Linked DNA regions of Gossypium hirsutum: region 2 is linked to region 1. Evidence: chromatin contacts called from public Hi-C data. All regions are on one chromosome and are shown on one strand. The core of a region is the stretch at or near the end of the contact, and the rest is flanking DNA. Distances in the headings are between cores, read along the strand shown. Region 1 has its middle 18 kb from the start of LOC121216297. Region 2 holds the start of LOC121216298 (zinc-finger homeodomain protein 9).

Evidence for each region. Hi-C and Micro-C count contacts between places; a contact is called where the count stands out from the background.
Region 2: a contact with region 1 is called in a Hi-C map of leaf, with 4 times the contacts expected there. The contact joins the promoter of LOC121216298 here to the enhancer-like site in region 1. A contact is called at or near these places in 8 of 34 Hi-C or Micro-C datasets (cotyledon, fibers and leaf).

What each region holds. Positions count from the first base shown.
Region 1 is chrD04:8,130,057-8,134,979 of Gossypium_hirsutum_v2.1, reverse strand. No RefSeq gene overlaps it. Among protein-coding and RNA genes, the nearest start is that of LOC121216297, 18 kb to the right of the region's middle. Within about 2 kb of position 2,434, at least 3 of the 9 cell types and tissues checked have an H3K27ac peak or open chromatin away from gene starts, as enhancers often do. A contact at or near this core is called in fibers and leaf, where this site is marked.
Region 2 is chrD04:8,217,782-8,222,704 of Gossypium_hirsutum_v2.1, reverse strand. LOC121216298 (zinc-finger homeodomain protein 9) reads right to left here and starts at 2,701. Exons shown (of 1, transcript XM_041091883.1): 1 at 1,066-2,701. The coding sequence starts at 2,285. The coding sequence ends at 1,305.

The DNA of each region.
Region 1 (4,923 bases), core at 1,185-3,684:
AGGTATGGACTTTATTGCATAAAAATTTAGTTTGGTACATTGGAAATGGTAACTCTATTCATTGTTGAGAAGATCATTAGGTTTCGAATATAGGGCCATTGATCAAGCTTATACCTTCTAATGAAAACTTGAAGTCTAATTGTCAGCTTAATGAAATGGTAACTAGAAAAGGTGTGTGGAATCTTGAGTTATTCTATGTTTGGTTGTCGGAAGGCTTGGTAAAGAGAATTGCGAGCATTCCTCTTCCGCATCCCCTAGAGGGACCTGACAGAATTGTTTGGTGCTGTAATTCTACAGGGGCTTTGTCTATCAAAAGTGCTATTGGACACTACGTGAGAATTCTTGGCATCCTAAAGATGAATCATGAAAACTTGTTTGGAAGTTTCAGGTTTATCTTGGAAAAATAGAATTTTTTTTTTGTTTTTCAAGGTTTATCTTGGAGTGTTTCTGAGACAATTAAAGTTTCTTATAGCTGGGCTAGACTGTATATTAATACCCAAAAGAAAGACCTGTTTAGAATGCAAAAGTTGTACACTGATCATCATCTATCAGGTAATTGGTTTAATTTACTGAAATACCAATGGAGCAGCAAATGGCGAGAAATGATTCGTATCTGTAGGAGGAGTGCTACGAAATTAAGATGAGAATTGAATCCTAGGCTACAATCATTACCTAGGGGAGTGTTCAGTGTTTGACGTTGAGCTTTGGGGCATTTTGGATGGGCTGCTTATTTTATATGGATAAGGATATGATAAAGTGTTGATCGATACAGACAGCTTACAGGTGATTAAAGCCATTGAAGACAGACAATCGGATGTTACTAATTCATCCTCGGTTAGAAGAATCAAACAGATGTTGAAATTTTGAAGACAATGAATTTTCAGGTATACTCCTTGGAAAGATAATCAAGTCATTGATGGGCTTGCTAAATTGACCTTTGATAGTAAGAAAGGTGTGCATATTTTCGATGAGTCTCCTAATGAGTTATTAATAATTTTATGTTTGGATAAAATAAGTGATTTATTTACTTCTAGTAATTTAATATAATAACTTTGGTTTTGGTTTTTCAAAAAAAAAAGCACAATTATATTAAATATGGAAATTATAACCTTATAAAAATTTTACAATATATGAATGAAAATTCATAACTAATAAAATTGTGAAAAATGTCAAATATCTAACTATGCTAGAATTGAGTGTTACCATAGTTGTGTGAATGTATTACTTTAGTATGATAAGAGTAGAACAAAAGCAATTAATTCGCATGATATGACGAGCCGCAAAACAGGACATATTTTAATTAATGGCAGTTGGTTTGATTAGAAATTTTATGGTTTGAAAAAATTTTCCAACCTTGTTACAATATAATAAAATGTCAAAAATTAAAAATTAAAAAACAATAGGAATACTTTATTTACATGAAAAATTATATATATAAATATAAAAATATCTTAAATAGTCGATTGAGTCTTAACTCAATTAGTATATTGTTAATATAGGAGGATATGAGTTCGAGTACGTTGAAGTGTATTATCTTCCTATTTATGAGTTGGGTGGCGCTATGGATATTTGTAGGTATTGTCTAAAAAAATAGATATGATCAAAACCTATAATGAAATTATTCAAAAAATTTTTTAAATACAATAGTTTAATCATAAATTCTTAATCAATTCAATTAATTAAACCGACAATTGAACTGCTTGAACCAAAAATTTAAATTTTTAATTATTTTTAATCGACCCAATTAAATCAATTGCATTAATAAACCTATAAACTAATAATCTAACCCATTCTATTAATGATTCGATTTAAAAAACATTGAAACACGTATCTACTTTTTCCTTATTCTAGCTAAAAGCACAAAGCGAGGATTTACCAAAAAAGAGAAAAAAAAAAAGGCACAAAGAGAGGAGGTGGTAGGGTTAAGAGTTACTTGATTAGAGGGTTTGGTCTTCAATTATATATTTGAGATTGATGCTGACATGACTGAATACAAAGCGTTCAATCCCCTCCACACACTTCTTTTTCTATTTCATGGGTCAATTTTGGAGATTGTCTTTTCAATTAGACCTAAACTTAAGAATTAGATATCAATTTATTCGACCAATTTCAATCACCATTCAAAGAATTACATAATTTGGCCTAAATTTCTTATGGACTTAATAAGTTAGGTTGGGTTATCTAATTTATGACCATTTTTATTGTAGTATAATAATTACGAAACGAAACGAAAATCAAATTTTAAAAATTTAAATAACTTTAGACTATGATTAGTGAAAAGGTTTTACTTAACACTAGTTTCGTGGGGAATAAATTTAGCATCAAGTCGTAAAAGGATGAAGGTATTTGTAATTACACCAAAAGATATGAATTCAGTTAAATATAATTTCATGCTAATACGATGTAAATCTGTGAATGAATAAATCCAAGGTAGGGTATCCAATAATTCAAGGCTGGGCCAATTGTAAACCTTTAGTGGTTCTTGGGCCCATAGAGATCTCAGAATTTAGCACTTGAAAAGGAGTTTTCGGCATAAAATTGTGCACTTTGCAACTTCTGAAGGAACAAGGTTTTTTGATGTTTATATAAAAAAAGCTTAATGGCATGACCCTCAAACTCAGAAGTTTTCCAAAAAAGAAGAAAAAAAATTAACAAACCCATGCACTCAATTAAAAATTTTTTCCTTGACAAAATCAATTTAAGTTTTTTTTTATAGAGATTCATAATTAAATTTTAACGTTTTAGTGACGCGGTTATTAACGATCATCATGATATTAATATGAAATAAAAATTTAATATATAAAAATATTTAAAAATTTCAAGTCAAGAATGAATCTTGACAAATAAATTTCTATGTTCATTTGAATCTAAACATCTATTTGTGGAAGTTCATTATAGATGTAATTTTTAAATTATAAATTATAAATATATATAATACTAAAATATTATAAGACATTATAAATTTTTCTAAAATAAAAAGAAAAATGGCGCTTTTTTGTGTGCTTGATATATTTTTGTACTAAAAAGGAAACAAATCGTAGAATCGCAAATTAGAATTAACTAGATTTCACAAAAGTTAATAACAATGGACATAAGGTTAAAAATTTTATATTTTACCATCTGTGCTAAATAAAATAAAATTGTTACATATTTTTTTATTTTATACACATGTTTAACTGTTGGAGAGCACAGCTGCACAAGGGGAAAGAGACTCAAAACAGCCTTTAAAAAATAAGAGATGGTAAAAAAAAAGGTTTCTAAGAGTAATTTTATCAAACAGGTTATGGACACAAATAAGCTATAGTATATTTGAAAAAACTGATACATATTATTCAACTAAAGATCATCCTCTTATATAGGCTTTACACAACAACAAATCTCAATAGAAGAAATGAAAAAACTGGCACTAAATCATATCTCAACAAAAAATAAAAAAAATAAGGAAAAACTAAAAAAATAACACGTTGCATCAGTTAAGGTCTTGAATCATTCTTCAACACTCCCATTTGATTCAAACTTGCACACACCAAGTAAGACTCTAAAATAATAAAACTTCTGTTTGGACAAAGACTTGGTCAGCACATCCGCCAGCTGATCTTGAGTGCTGCAATATTCCAATGTTATCTTCTCCTTTGCAACCAGATCGCGTATAAAATGATAGCGAATGTCTATATGTTTCGTTCTGCTATGGAATGTTGGATTTTTTGTCATGGTAATAGTTTCTTTGTTATCACAAAATATTTTCGCTGGTCCCTTTTACTTATGTTAAAGATATGCTAACACTCTTCTTAGCCAAATGGCTTGACAAGCTGCTGAGGTTGCTACTATATACTCAGCTTCTGAAGTTGACAGTGCTGCTGTAGCTTGCTTTTTCGAACTCCAAGTGATCACTCCCGAACCTAAAGTGAAAACATTTGCTGAAACACTTCGTCTATCATCCAATGAACTTGCCCAATCACTGTCTATGAACCCACACAATCAGAAATTTGAAGTTTTGGAGTACCAAACACCATACTCCAAAGTTACTCCAATATAACGGAAGACTCTTTTTGCTGCTCCATAATGAACTGTTGAAGGTTGTTGCATAAACCTGGAAATAACACCAACAGGGAATGCAATATCAGGCCTAGTGTGCGTCAAGTAAATTAAACCACCTACCAAGCTTCTGAACCTTTTTGCATCTGCCATTTCTCCTCCATCTTCTTGCTGCAATTTCTCATTGATATTCATGGGTGTAGTTGCAGGCTTGCAATTAAGCATGCCAAACTTACTGAGAAGATCCTTGGCATATTTTCTTTGTGAGATAAAAATACCATATTCAGCTTGATAAACTTCAAGAACAAGGAAATAATGCAGTAGACCCATATCCGACATCTCAAATTCATTTATCATTTGAGATTTAAACTCATCCACAAGAAAGGTAGAAGAACTAGTATAAATGATATCATCAACATAAAGACAGACAATGATGAAATCATTACCTTCCTTTTTCTTGGAAAAGGTGGGCTCGTTCTCACTTCTCACGTAACCTTTTTCCTGGAAATACCCATCAATCTTGCTGTACCAGGCTTGAGGGGCTTGCTTCAGTCTGTATAACGACTTTTTTAGCTTGTACACCTTCGTTTCAATGCCCTTCTTTATGAAACGTTCTGGCTGTGCTACATAATCATCTTCTTGTAGATCTCCATTAAGGAATATTGACTTGACATCAAATTGATAAACAGGCCATTGCAATTGTGCAGCCAATGCTAAAACAAGCCTCACTGTTTCAAATCGAGCTACCGGAGAGAAAGTTTCTTCGAAATTAACACCATATTGTTGTGCATAACCTTTCGCCACAAGACGAGCTTTGTGTTTCTGTAAGCTTCCATCAGTAGCAAACTTTGTTTTGAACACCCACTTCAAGCCAATTGCACTTTTGTC
Region 2 (4,923 bases), core at 1,452-3,951, 87 kb before region 1:
TTTAAATTGACCCCTAAATATTTTTTGGATCATATTGGTCCCTAAAGTTGGCATCTGAAAGACAGATTGACCCCTTATTTCTCCACGTGTCACCCTCATACTTGTCTACATCAGAAAATTATTCAAAAACAAACTGTGTTAATGTAGGGATTAATCTGTGTAACGAATACTAATATTAGGGACCAATATGATGGAAAAAAATTTTAGGGGCCAATTTCAGGGTCAAACTATATATTCAGAAAGAAAAAAAAAAGGAGGCATAAGAAACAGTTGAAGCATTAAATAAAAATAAATGAAAAGTGAGTGTTGGAAAGAGAAGAAAAGCACAAAATTCAAGTAAAACAAGAGAATCTCCCTGGTCTTAAGGGTGGACTTTTTTTAGGGGAAACGAAACCGACTCATCTTTACACAAAAACAAAACCCATTTCACTTGTTTTAAGTTTATAATTTGGTGTAATTATAGTATCAATAATGGGATCCCTTAAAAGGAAAGAGAAATTAAAAATTGCATAAAGCAAAGATATGATAGATTGTCCATAAATCCCATTATTTTAACCCTAAATCCAAAGCTTATCTCGTCCTTGAGAGAATTAAGAAGCATCCCTTTTTTGTACTTTAAGAAGAATAAATTATAGCTTTTTTTAACATAAAATATTAGTCTTATCAGTTTATATCAACCATTATTATACTGCACAAACAAACATACAAAGTGTGCTAATTATTCTGCAAATGAAAATTGAAGTCCCTTCTTCCTTTTTGGGTTATTTCTCCCAACATCTTATTGTATACAACTACTGTAACAAAGATGGCAACCTTAATTGTATACATAAAAGTATTAGTATAAAGTTAATGGGGGTATTTTAATATTAATTATCAGATACAAGTTTTACAACACTTTTTGCTTCTTTTTGTGAGACAGAAGATAATGATAATGGAAGCTATTCTCCTTCTTTTAACTTGGATTAAGGAGAATGTTAATAGATTCAAAGGGGGTTTTAAGATTTTTTTTCACTGTTTGGAAACACAGAAAACATGGAAGTTTATGATCCCAAAGAAGAACTGAGATTCTAAATCAAATTCCCTTTTGGATTGCAAAGCAGCTCTTAATTCCCAGGTTATATATTAGCAGCAACGTGATGATCCTTAATTAAACTAATTAGGAACAAAATGAAAGGAACAAAATTTAAACTAATAAACAAAGTCCCTTACTCTATATCTAAACAGATTATTATCTCCCCCCCCCCATGAGGTATAAAAATAAAAAAGAACAATGAAGCTGATCATCATCATCACCAACAGCAGCATCAAGAGGAAGAAGAAGAGCAGCCATTAGTTCCAACATGAGCAACACTATCAGTTTCGAAGTGATGGTTCAGATTCTGACCGTTGTTGTTGCTGTTGTTATGTTCCTCATGGTTGAATCGAACACTTCCATTTCCATTTCCATTCCCATTCCCATTCCCATTTCCATCTCTAGTTGAGGACCCTCCATTGGCTTGATCTTTCTTCCCAAAAGTGTTCTTATTGTTATGCATCCAAACTTTTAAAACCCCTCTATCAACCCCAACTTCACGGCAGAATTCTTGAATATCTTCTTCATCTCTTTTCTGGATTTTCCACCCAATTTTCTCGGCAAACTCCAGCATCTTATCCTTCTGGTACTGAGTGAACTTAGTTCTGAATCTTTTCTTTGAGTTGGAACCAAGATTAGCAGTGTTTGGTGTCAGCCCACCAGCTGGTAAATGGGAGCTTGTAAGACCTCCTGAAAGAGCTAAAAGCATGTGGGGAGCTGAAGGGTAGTAAGATGATGAGATCGGAGGTGGGGAAGCTGAGTTAGGACTACGATTTGGTTGACCTGCCGTTGCTGGTGGTGGCGGATGGTGGCGGTGGTGAGGCTGGTATTCTATTGTTGGGGTAGCTGTTGTGGGTGGTGGGTCATCCGGTTCGCGGCGGTGGAAGTTGCGGTGGCACCCACAAGCAGCACATTTGAGGGAAGTTGGGTCAGTTGGGGTGGCTGTTGGCGACGGCATGAATTCACCGCAACCGTCTAAAGCATGGCCGCCTAAGCTGGCTGCATGGTTCTTCAGACATTCTTTGTAGGTTATGACGATGGGTGGCGCTTGGTAGTGGTGGTGGTGGTGGTGAGGCTTGTGACGCTTGAGAACACCGTTGGTGAAAGATACAGGCTTGGTGGGTTGGATCCGAGTTGGTGTTTCACTCACTGGCTCAGGCTCGGGCTCAGCCTCTGGCGATTTTGGTGCGGTGCTTGCAAGAGCTATATCCATGGCTTTAACATCTAGAGTTAACACCAAGCAAAAAAAAAGGTAAAAATTAAAGAAAAAGGCTAAAAATGAATTTTAAAAGGGTTTTAAAGATGGGTTTTATGAGAAATATTTGATAATATGCAAGAAATTACGAAGCTTGGTAATGAAAAAGGAAAAGGGATAGAGAAACGGGGGGAAAAATGGGCTCTTCTCTCTTGGGTTGTTAAATGGGGGGGAGATGAAGGAAAAGAAAGGGTGGGAGAGGAATAGGAGAAAGAGGGGAGTGATGATTGTTGATAATTGAAAAATCTATGTTTTTGTGGTTCTCCTTCTTAACCCTTTTTCTAACCCTAGTTATAATCCATGGTTAAGTTGTTAACCCTCTTGGGGGTTAGATATGCCTGTGTAATCCTGGTAAATATTTAGCATTTCATGTATTTTTTTTATACCTCTTTCTCCATTTTACTCTATAAGATTTATAAGTACTTCGTATACATGTTTTAGCATATGAGTTAAATCAATCGGTAGTATTAAACTATTCCCACGATTTATTTTCAGTAAAGAGATAAGTTTTCGCTTATTTTGAACTTTAAAAAGTTATTACTCGGTAGTTTAAATTTAAACTAATAATTAAACGAGACATAAGAGATTTAAAAAAACATATTCAATTGGTAATGTTATTATTGCGACAACTAGGAAGATGTATATTCTAACGTGATCAAGCACCTTTTTTTTCATATTTAAAAACAAAAACTATTAAATAATAAGTGAAATTACATTTTTACTTAAATTTTATTTAATAATGAGGTTAGCAAATTGGATAAACAGAAGCGAAAGAAATGAGTACAATATTGCTGAAAACTAAAATGAGTTATACATTCTTGTTGTTTTATTTTCTAATAAAGTTATTTAATTTAATTTCAATTCAGTAATCAACCATGCTTTTATGTTTTATACCACTAAATGAAAATTTATTTTTAAAATTTATGCTAAAGGTTTCTTTTTAATAAATATTTTTTTAAATTAAGAAATATGACTAAAGGATTAAATAATTTATTTATTTATTGTCGTATCATTGATTCATTTCCAAAGCTTAAACTTTGGACATAGACAGGCATATGGTTAAAATTTGATGAGAAATAATAATATATTTATTTTTTATTAATTTTTTTGAAAAGAGTTAATTTATCTCTTTGGTCTCACAGCTTGTATGGAAGTCCGTGTACATGTACTTCATGCTAACACGGTGCTATATATATTATATGCGGCGTTAATAAATGATTTAAAAATTATAAAAAGTTTCAATAAATTATTATAAAATACATGTAGACTGTCATGTTTAAAAATTTAATATTTTAAAGAAACTCTTTTTTGAAAAACTAATGATTAAATTTGACTATTTTTAAAAAATTGAGAGCCAAATGTAGTTTAAAAAGGGTAAGAGTTAAATTGACAAAAGAAATAAATATTAAACTACTAAAATTGACATTATATCCTTAAATTTAATATCAATTAACAATTTTAGCAAAATTATTTTAGCATTTATATGAATAAATTAGATTCAATATAATTAAAAGCAAACATATATCTTTATAGAAAGTAATTAAACTAAAATATAAAACCAATATCACAACATTTTGAGTTGATGTCACGAGTTAGTCGGACATTAATTCAGTTATAAAATTATGAGAATATTCTTCCATTATTTAAGAGTATTTTACTTTTTTCAATTAAAAAAATTAATAAAAATATGCATATGGTGATATTTGAATTGCATTAAAAAAAATAATCTGTCATTCAACTAAAATTTTATTTTTATATTTATAGACACTTTGTTACCTTCATCAATTGTTTATATCTATACAATTATTTAAGTCATTGTTGAGTTGATGTCATGAGTTAATCAGATAACTCGGTTAGAAAAATTACGAAAACATCCTCCCATATTTAAAATAAAAATATGCATATTGTGGGATTTAAACCCACGTTAGTTGGATTGATAAAAACTTAATTTATCACTAAACCAAATTGTTATTTTAACGTATTTATATACATTTTTATCTTAATATACACAATTTATCTCCATCAGTTGTATATATTAATAACGTTATTAATTGAGTTAGTGTTATAAGTAAACTGTTGATGATAAGATCATGAAAAACAATAAAAATACATTTAGTATTATTAATTTAATATATTTTTGTATTTAAATTTTATTTTACTGGAAAGATAAAAAGGATGATATAAGATGAAGCGTGTGAGGACTGAGTTGACACGGTAAGAATGGATGAAAGCATTGGAAAGAGAGAGAAGAAATGACCTGCAATTTCTGATTTCTCAGGCATTGACTGTATCCCCTCTTAAATTTGTCAAGTGACCTCCTCAGTGGACCACCCTCTTTTCTATTTTTATTCCTTTTTACTTTGAAATTATTTCATTTATTTATCCACTGAATTTATCAAAATTCAAGTGGGTTTTTTAAATTTTCAAAAACATTTACCTTTCTCTCTAAAATTATAAAATTATAAATTTTCAAAAATTCAATAAAATACTGCTTAATTTTTAATAATATATTAAACAGTTTTATAATTTCAATTCAAATCTTACATAATTCATTACAAAAATTTGGCAACTAAATTTTGGATATTTATCAAATATC